Linked DNA regions of Triticum aestivum: region 1 is linked to region 2. A link is a contact called in public Hi-C data. All regions are on one chromosome and are shown on one strand. Each heading gives the region's core, a stretch centred on a gene start, on an enhancer-like site or on the middle of the called end of the contact. The rest is flanking DNA. Distances are from core to core; before and after follow the strand shown. Region 1 holds the start of LOC123182488. Region 2 holds the start of LOC123171830 (ethylene-responsive transcription factor 12-like).

What was found. A called contact is a pair of places that touch in the nucleus more often than the background predicts.
Region 1: a Hi-C map of leaf shows a contact between it and region 2, with 9 times the contacts expected there. The contact joins the promoter of LOC123182488 here to the promoter of LOC123171830 in region 2. A contact is called at or near these places in 2 of 5 Hi-C or Micro-C datasets (both in leaf).

What each region holds. Positions count from the first base shown.
Region 1 is chr1D:412,737,839-412,741,744 of IWGSC CS RefSeq v2.1, forward strand. LOC123182488 reads right to left here and starts at 2,396. Exons shown (of 10, transcript XM_044595061.1): 1 at 2,001-2,396; 2 at 577-1,498; 3 at 407-497; 4 at 64-236. The coding sequence starts at 1,458.
Region 2 is chr1D:412,086,738-412,090,697 of IWGSC CS RefSeq v2.1, forward strand. It overlaps LOC123171830 (ethylene-responsive transcription factor 12-like), which reads right to left and starts at 1,633. Exons shown (of 1, transcript XM_044589058.1): 1 at 585-1,633. The coding sequence starts at 1,321. The coding sequence ends at 767.

The DNA.
Region 1 (3,906 bases), core at 1,146-3,645, 650 kb after region 2:
GACTTACCTTTTGAGGTGCCAAGAAAATTCTAATCACAAGTGTAGACTTCAGCAAGGACTTACCTTTTGAGGTGCTTGCTGAGGCAAGGTGTTCAAATTTTCATCAGATCCTATGTCATTATGGTTGGTATCTGTTGCAGCGACCCCCTCATAATCATCTGGTAGAATAAATGTTACTGATTTGCCTTTGCCCTTTTTCTTTCCAAGATCAAGTAGAAATGTAGCAGCAGCTTCAGCTGTACCAGAAATATGTTTGCTCATTATGAGTAAATAAGCAGGAAAGCTAGACGAAGCAATATAAAGTGATAAGTGCAGCCAACAACTCATGACATACTGGTATGGTCAGAATGAGCGTTATGCCAGATGTGCATGGAAAAGAAGTTCCACAAGTAAATCAAACACACACCTGAGGGTTCTCCAAAGATAGGTTGAGTATCATCAGTATGAGGATTTATCAGCCCATCTTGAGAGTCTATATCAACACTAGCATTGATATCCTAAAAGCAATCAAAAGCAGAGCATCAGCATATCATATTTGTGAACTTAGTTAAATTTCTAACAGATTTCAACCCTGACCTTTAGATTAGCTGCTGCATAATCATCACTAGTCCCAACAGCCTTGGATGAAGCCCTGCCAGGTTTTCTTTGTGATTTAGGGCGTAACTTTGCAGCCGTTTCCTCTGGACCAGGCTCTTCAAGGATGCGGATGTGGTTAACGAAATTGTCAACTGTACCATCATCAGTTCCCAAGGGTGGCTGAGAATCTGAGGTCTGTACATATTCTTCATGTCTAGGAGCTTGTGCCTGCTCATCGTTGCATCCTCTGACATCATCGTTACCATCCTCTTTATTTTGTGAGACCACGTCTACAGTTGAAGCTGCCTTCTTTTGGCCAGTCTTTCGGGACTTGGATGCTGCCTTGCTGAGTTTCACCTTAATTTTTAGCTTGGACTTTGCAACGTTTTCCTCTTCAGAATGTGTGTCAAATAGTTCCCCAAAGTCAGCTAAATCATCAACTGTCTTGCTAGTTGGATGGGTGGATGATGCTTGGGTCTCTGAAACAACCAAGTTTTCTTGGAGCGTAGCTACTTCAGATGGATCATCATGAGGATCGTCATTTTGTGAAACCCTATCTACAGAAGAAACTGCCAGCACATCATCAGAAGGTGTGTAAATAGTGCCCCCACAAGCTTCCGCACCACCAATCGTTTCACTACCAAGAACGGCCGAAGATGCTATTCCTTGATTCGTAACAAGTCCTTGAGACAAATTATCTTGACTTAAAGCTAGAGCCTTCTCATCACTTGTTTCCACTGTACGATTGGGTACAACAGATCTTGATGGCACAGATTTCTTCCAAAGCTTGCCCCGCAGCTTATTAGGATGAAACTTTGCAGCAGCTTCCACTTCTGCAGGGGCATCAATGATGTCGTCAAAGTTAGCCTCATCATCAATCATGTCCAACCCCCCTTTGTGGCCTCCAAGAAGCTGTTTTGACCTGCCAAAGTCACTTTAGGAAATATTGCAGGTTCAGAAAGCAGCAGCAGCAGCAGCAAGGAAAGCATGTTATATAAAAAAGAAATGAACAATATATTAACTGACAGAGAGATAACAAAATAAAAGGAAACGGAAATCCTTGTTGGCACTATCTTTCTAAGGCACCGTAACAACTTATCAGTCCATTTTGCCGTGCACAGGACATACCAGACAATTTACAATCAAAACACACAGGTAAACTTCTGGTAACCAGCCATATTTTCCAGGTTCTAACGGGCATCATCAACATAATTGCATTCCTTTCTTGCAAGATTAAAGGGTCATACAAATTTAGCAATTAAATCTTACTAGTATTTGATTTAGTTCCCAAGCCATCAACGACCGAATTTCTAAGATATTTCAACAACCGTATACACGGTTCATCAACAAGAAATAGACAACACGCCAAACATTCGCGCAGAACAAAATAAATCAAATAGTGACGTGGAGCATTGAATCTTTACCTGGTGACGCCACGAAGGTGCTTCCCCGGTGACGGCGAGGATGAACCTTTTGGCCCCTCCTTGAAGAGGCCGCGGTTGCCTGCGGCGCGGAGGTAGAGGACTGGGAGGAGAGGAGGGGGGCAGCGGCGGAGAAGCACGGACTGGGTAGGGCGGCGGTGTTGGGGGACGCACGGAATCGGTAGGCGGTGGCGGTGGCGGTGGCGGCGGCGGCAGGGAGGCTACGAGGCGGGGAGACGCCTGCGGGGGAGAGAAGGGAACGGAGAGGCCGGCGGCGGCAGGGCAGCCGAGGACGGAGAGGCGGCGCGGCGGTTGCCTTCCCAGTTCGCACGCCCTCGCCGCCTACGGACGGAGTCCAGACCAGACTCCCAGACGAGGCCTTCAGCGGGGGCGAATCCTAACGCGCGGAATAGTCTCCCCCTCTGTGGGCCGAATCCTAACTAGGCCACCTTTATTTCCGGCCCTTTTGCATTCAGTTCGCGCAGGTCATTTCGGGTTTTGGTATTCCCCTTTTTACGTGTCCCACAGTTGGTCCTGCTGTTTTTCCATGCTTTTTTTTCGCCTATATACTTGATTTCTAGGGCATAGTGATGTCGTATGCTAGATTCCAGACCACCTATATCTCACATTTTTACCTCTGCTTGTCTGTGCGGGTTTTGATTGAGTAGGGAACGAGCGTTATTCAACCTTTTAGTTTCTTTTCAAGGGTGTAGGTAAACCGGTTGCTAACTCTCTCCTCTTTCCATGATTCCATCATCTTTTTTTCTTCTGATTTACATCTTGTTTCGGTAGTTTCATCTTTGTTCTCATCTAAGTTTGGTCCATAGTAGGATGAGATATTTTGTCCACATCTGCAAATATTCTTTGTAGTTAGCAGTAATTTGATTGATGTGGAGGACTAAACCCTAAACCCTTATTTCATACAAAGCATTCGGTGCATCCGTAAGTTCAACATGAACAAGATTGATGTGGAGGCCTGCCAACAAGAAGAGGAACAAACTACATTAGATGTACTCATCGGAAAGAAGGCGAAGAGTGACCAATAGATACTAGATATTCAATTAACATGTCCTTTTGCCATTTTTAGTGCCTCGAGCATATTTTGAATCCATGAACATTAATATAGTTCAAAGAATTCGTAATATGTTCACGAATAAAAAAATGTTCGTGAATTCAAATATATGTTCACGGCTTATCAAAATGTTTGAAAATTTAAAAAATGTTTGAGAATTTTAAAAATGTTCATATTTGTAAAAATAACTCAAAACATGTTCATGAATTTAAGTAATTCTAGTGGATTCAAAAAATATCAGTGAATTCAAAAAAAATGTTTGCCACGTTTAAAAATGTTCCCAAATTTCAAGAAATATTGCGAGTCCATAAAATGTTTGTGAATTCAAAAAAAACTATGAATTTAAAAAATGTTCGCATCCTTGAAAAATGATTTATGAATTCAAAAATGTTCAGGAATTTGAAAAAAATTGTGAATTCTCAAAAAATAATCGCAAATTTTAAGAAATGTTCACAATTTGAAAAAATGTTGATGAACTCAAAAAATGTTCGTGAATTCAACTAAGGTCTGCAAAATTGATAAACTGATTCTGAATACAAAAATGTTCATGAAATTGAAAAAATGATGGCGCAACATGAAAATGCTCGTGAATCTGAAAATTATTCGCGATTCAAAAAATAATGACAAATTTGGGAAAAATGGTCAGGAATTCAAAAAATGTATGTAAATTCAAAAAATTATTCATGAATGTTAAAAATTGACGCAAATTTGAATGTTCTCTTTTTTTAACAAACTAAAAAATGTTCGTGAGTTCAAAAATTGTTCATTAATGCATACAGAATAAAGGAAGTGAGTCAGTAACTGAAGTGTGTAGTATCTTTGGTTTTGTGAGTATTA
Region 2 (3,960 bases), core at 383-2,882:
ATTTTTTTTCTAGTTTTTTTGTTTCTTGTTGTTGCATTATATATTTGTGGGATCTTAGATGTGACATCCTTAAAAAAACATCTAGATGTGAATTAGACAAACTGAATTGGAATTGTACTGGTCATAGTTTCTACAACTGCTAGACAACCGAATAACAATAATAACAGTAATCTCAAAACATAAAATAACAATAATCACAACATCACTTCTCACATATCATTACAGACAATTCAGCACAAGGATCATTAACTTGAAATAGTTGGACGTTTCGCTTATAAATTTATACTTCGCGTGCTCCATTGGGGCTTACTGCGACAGGAACAATTTATAAACACAATGACGCTGCGGTTAACAACCTCTGTGGAGCCAAAACTGACGCATTCGTGCACCACACCGCACGTACGCTTGGGCTCACGGACGAGCACCTGGGCCACATGCGACTCAGGGAACCATGTCCATTCCATGGGATATCGCACGAACACTAACTCAGCTTAGAAGCGGCAAAGAAAACCAGTCTCGGGTTAAAGTGTCTTGCAAAGAGACACCACCAAGGAGGCCAGAACTGCAAGAGATCAGCAAAAACGAACACCAACCAAGGCGACACAAGGTGAAATTTTGCTAAAATGGGCAGCAGTTTATGTACACAGCACACGGACGAGTCTTCTCCACCACCCCGCTAAATTACCTCTACTCGCTACGTACGTAGTACCTACCATGATCCTACACTTGGAAGTTGGAGCTCTACACCCCTGCGCGGCGGAAGAGATCACGACCCAAACATGAGCGACGGCGGCTCGTTGAGGTCGAACTGGGGGCAGCTGCTGGGCCCCGTCCGGAGCTCCAGCACCGTGGACGGCGGCGACGGGGCGGCGTCCCTCGCGTCACCCGCCGGCAGCGGCTGCGCGAGGAACTCCTGCAGCCTGGACGGGAAGTAGACGAAGTGCCAGGGGGACGGGTGGGCGACGTCGAGGCGCCCGCCGAAGGGCCGCGCCGGCGGCCGGGGAGCCAGGAGGCACGCCTGCTGCTGCTGGTGCGGGGCGAGGTGGCCGCCGGCGAAGTTGGTCCTGGCCTTGGGCCCGCGCAGCGCGACGGCGGCGCGGTCGTAGGCGAGCGCGGCGTCGACGGCGGTGTCGTAGGTGCCGAGCCACACCCGCGTCTTCTTCCACGGGTCCCGGATCTCCGCCGCGTACCGGCCCCACGGCCGCTTCCGCACCCCGCGGTAGTGCCCCTGCGCCGCCGCGTCCGCCCTCCCTCCCGCCCCGGCGCCGCCGCCTCCGACGCCGCTGCTCCGGTGCCCCCTCGTCTCCGGCAGCATTTGCATGACGCCTCTCCCTCCTACGCTCACTTCACAGTATGGTTGGCGTCTTGGCGAGTGCGGTGGAGTTTCTTTGAAGAACCCTGGCTGGCGAGTGGTAGCTCTCTTATACGGAGCGGCAGGGCAGGAGGCCGGGATGGGCACGCTTGAGCTTGAGCGTGGTCCTTCTCACTGGCTCTCCTTTCTCCCACAGGGACGGACGGACCCTCGCTGCCTACTCTATGCTATGGCATGGCTATGGCGCGCCTCGTGAAGTGGGGAGGCACAGTGGCACTAGCGGCGTAGGCCTCTGGGGCACCGCGGGTAGAGTAGGGGTAGGCGTCGGGGGTTTGAGGGAGGGAGGCTGTCGCTGACCGGGCCTCGTGCGGCGCCTCCGCCCCAGCCGCCGCACGATTTGACGCTGCGCGGGGCCCTGCCGCCCCGCCCTGCACTGCACTGCCAGCCTCCTGCCGCCGTGACGCAAGCCCTACACCATCCATCATGCGTCCAACCCCGTCCCGTCCCGTCCTCCCCGTCCCGCCGTACCGCGCGCGCGGCCGTAGCCGGCCTACGCTACCCACTGACCCTGCGCTGCCGTGCGCGGCCGGGCAAAGCGGCCTGAGCCTGGCCTGCACGTTACGTTGTGTCACGTACTACGTCGCATTGTACGGCCGGTGCAGCCCTTCGCCGGCCAGGTGGTGATGGTACGTATGTGCCGCGGGGCCTTTTGACCCGTGTGGCCCCGGGATGCGTGTGTGGCAGGCCAGACCCAGACCAGGTGGCCGGCCGAGCGAGCGAGAGCGACGCACCACGCACGCACGGCGACGTGCCGGGGCACGGTTCGGTGGTTCACGTGGTGTCGTGGGTCGGGGGGCAGCACGGCTGCGGGGTGGGGGTCGGAGGCCCCGCGCGTGCGGCGCCGCACAGACGGCGGCGGGGCCCGGCCCGCCGCGCCGGGCCGTAAAAGGTTTTGGGCTGGAGCCGCGCGGGGCGCTGGCGTGGGCGGGCGTCGCTTCCTGATTCGTTTCTCGTGCGAGCGCAGCGCAGGCCCGGGTGGGGCATTCATTTTGGCGAGTCGTTTTCGGGAACTGGCATGGCGACCTGCAGCGGCCGCGGCAGCAGGAGCGGGGGAGGCACCGCATCGGGAACGCGCGAGCCGAGCCGAGGGCCATGCTTCCTGCCTGCCTGCCTGCCTGCCTGCCTTGCCTTCTGAAGGCTGCCGCTGCTGCAGTAGCGTGGCGACGCGTTGGGAAGAGGAGCACATTCATCACGTTACGCGTTCAGTGCACTGTTGACGCACGTACGCTTGCACCGGAGGCACCAGATGGGGAGGGGGGGTGCTTCCCTTTCCCTGCCGATACAAAACTCTCCGGAGGGTTAAATTTTCACTGCTGACACCGACCCTCGATGTAGTGTTAGCTCGCCGGAGCAGCTCCTGCGTCCGTCCGTGTAGGCGCACTGGTGGTGGTGGCACGCACGCTCCTGTTGTGTTGGTGAAAGACGCGGCGGCCTTGAATCGCTGATTCGATGAGTCCTCTCCCGCGGGGCTCTCTTCTACGTACCACTCGCACCGCGAATAATCAAATCTGATTCCGCGTCACCTCGGATGCTACAAGTATGCCACTACGAGGCGCACTGTTTGACCCTGCACAGTCCTGTCAACGGCTTGTCCCGTTCGTTCGTTCGTTCAATCCTGGATTCGTCCAACGAAAGTCCATGGATTCGACAGTGTACGTGGCGTCGTTAACCAACGCACTGCTGCCAAACTACCAGTACGTTGAAACCATGAACCGCGTTTGCCGAATGGTTCGGTGGGCACGCACGCACGCGCGCGCTAGCTCGATCACGAGACTCAAATAAGCTGCCAGGGCCTGGCATCATCGTCGCGGACACGCAACCGCGTTACGGCAGGATGGCCTTAACTCTGAAGGCCCTGCGCTGCCAAAGACGGACGGACGGGCGGACGCCGTGACCGGTCTTGTCCGGTGACGCCCACCACACGTACGCGCGTGGTACGCTCCCCTGCCCGCCGTGGCCGTGCACGTACGCCTGCGCCGCGCGGCGCGATCCCGTCCACAATAATTCGGCCATGCCGTATGGGGCTCCGCTGCCGGCCGGCCGTCCGACGCTGACACCCTCCCTCGCCGCTGGCCCCGGCTCGATCGGTCGTCCGGCGCTGCCTCGCCCGTTCACGTGAGCCTGCCTGCCTGATGTCATTTACCGCATTGCCTGCCGGATGACTTGTTGCTTCCGCTGGGCCGCTCTGCCCCGTTCGGCGCCGATCGGCGCCTAGCCTGCCGCAGGCGCCGTGCAAACTTCCGTGCCAGCCGTCGACGGGCGTCGGGCGGCGGCAAATTTGACAATTTTGACCTCGGGACGAAATCAATTCACAGAATGAACTGCCCGTGAAACTATTTCACTCCCTTGACTTTTTTTTGCAGCGCCCGCCACGCTGGCGCCACATCCAACGATGCAGCGCCTAGCTCGGGGGCGTTGCACTCCAGTCCACCGTGGCAGCCCTGGGCCCCGGACCCAGCAGTGCAACGCCTACGAGGTAGGCGCCACACATGTAATGTGCAGCGCCTAGCCCTTAGGCGCTGCACCGTGACTTAGATGCCAGCCGCCCGCTCCCCCTCCCCCCACCCCACCCATTCGTTCCAGGAGGA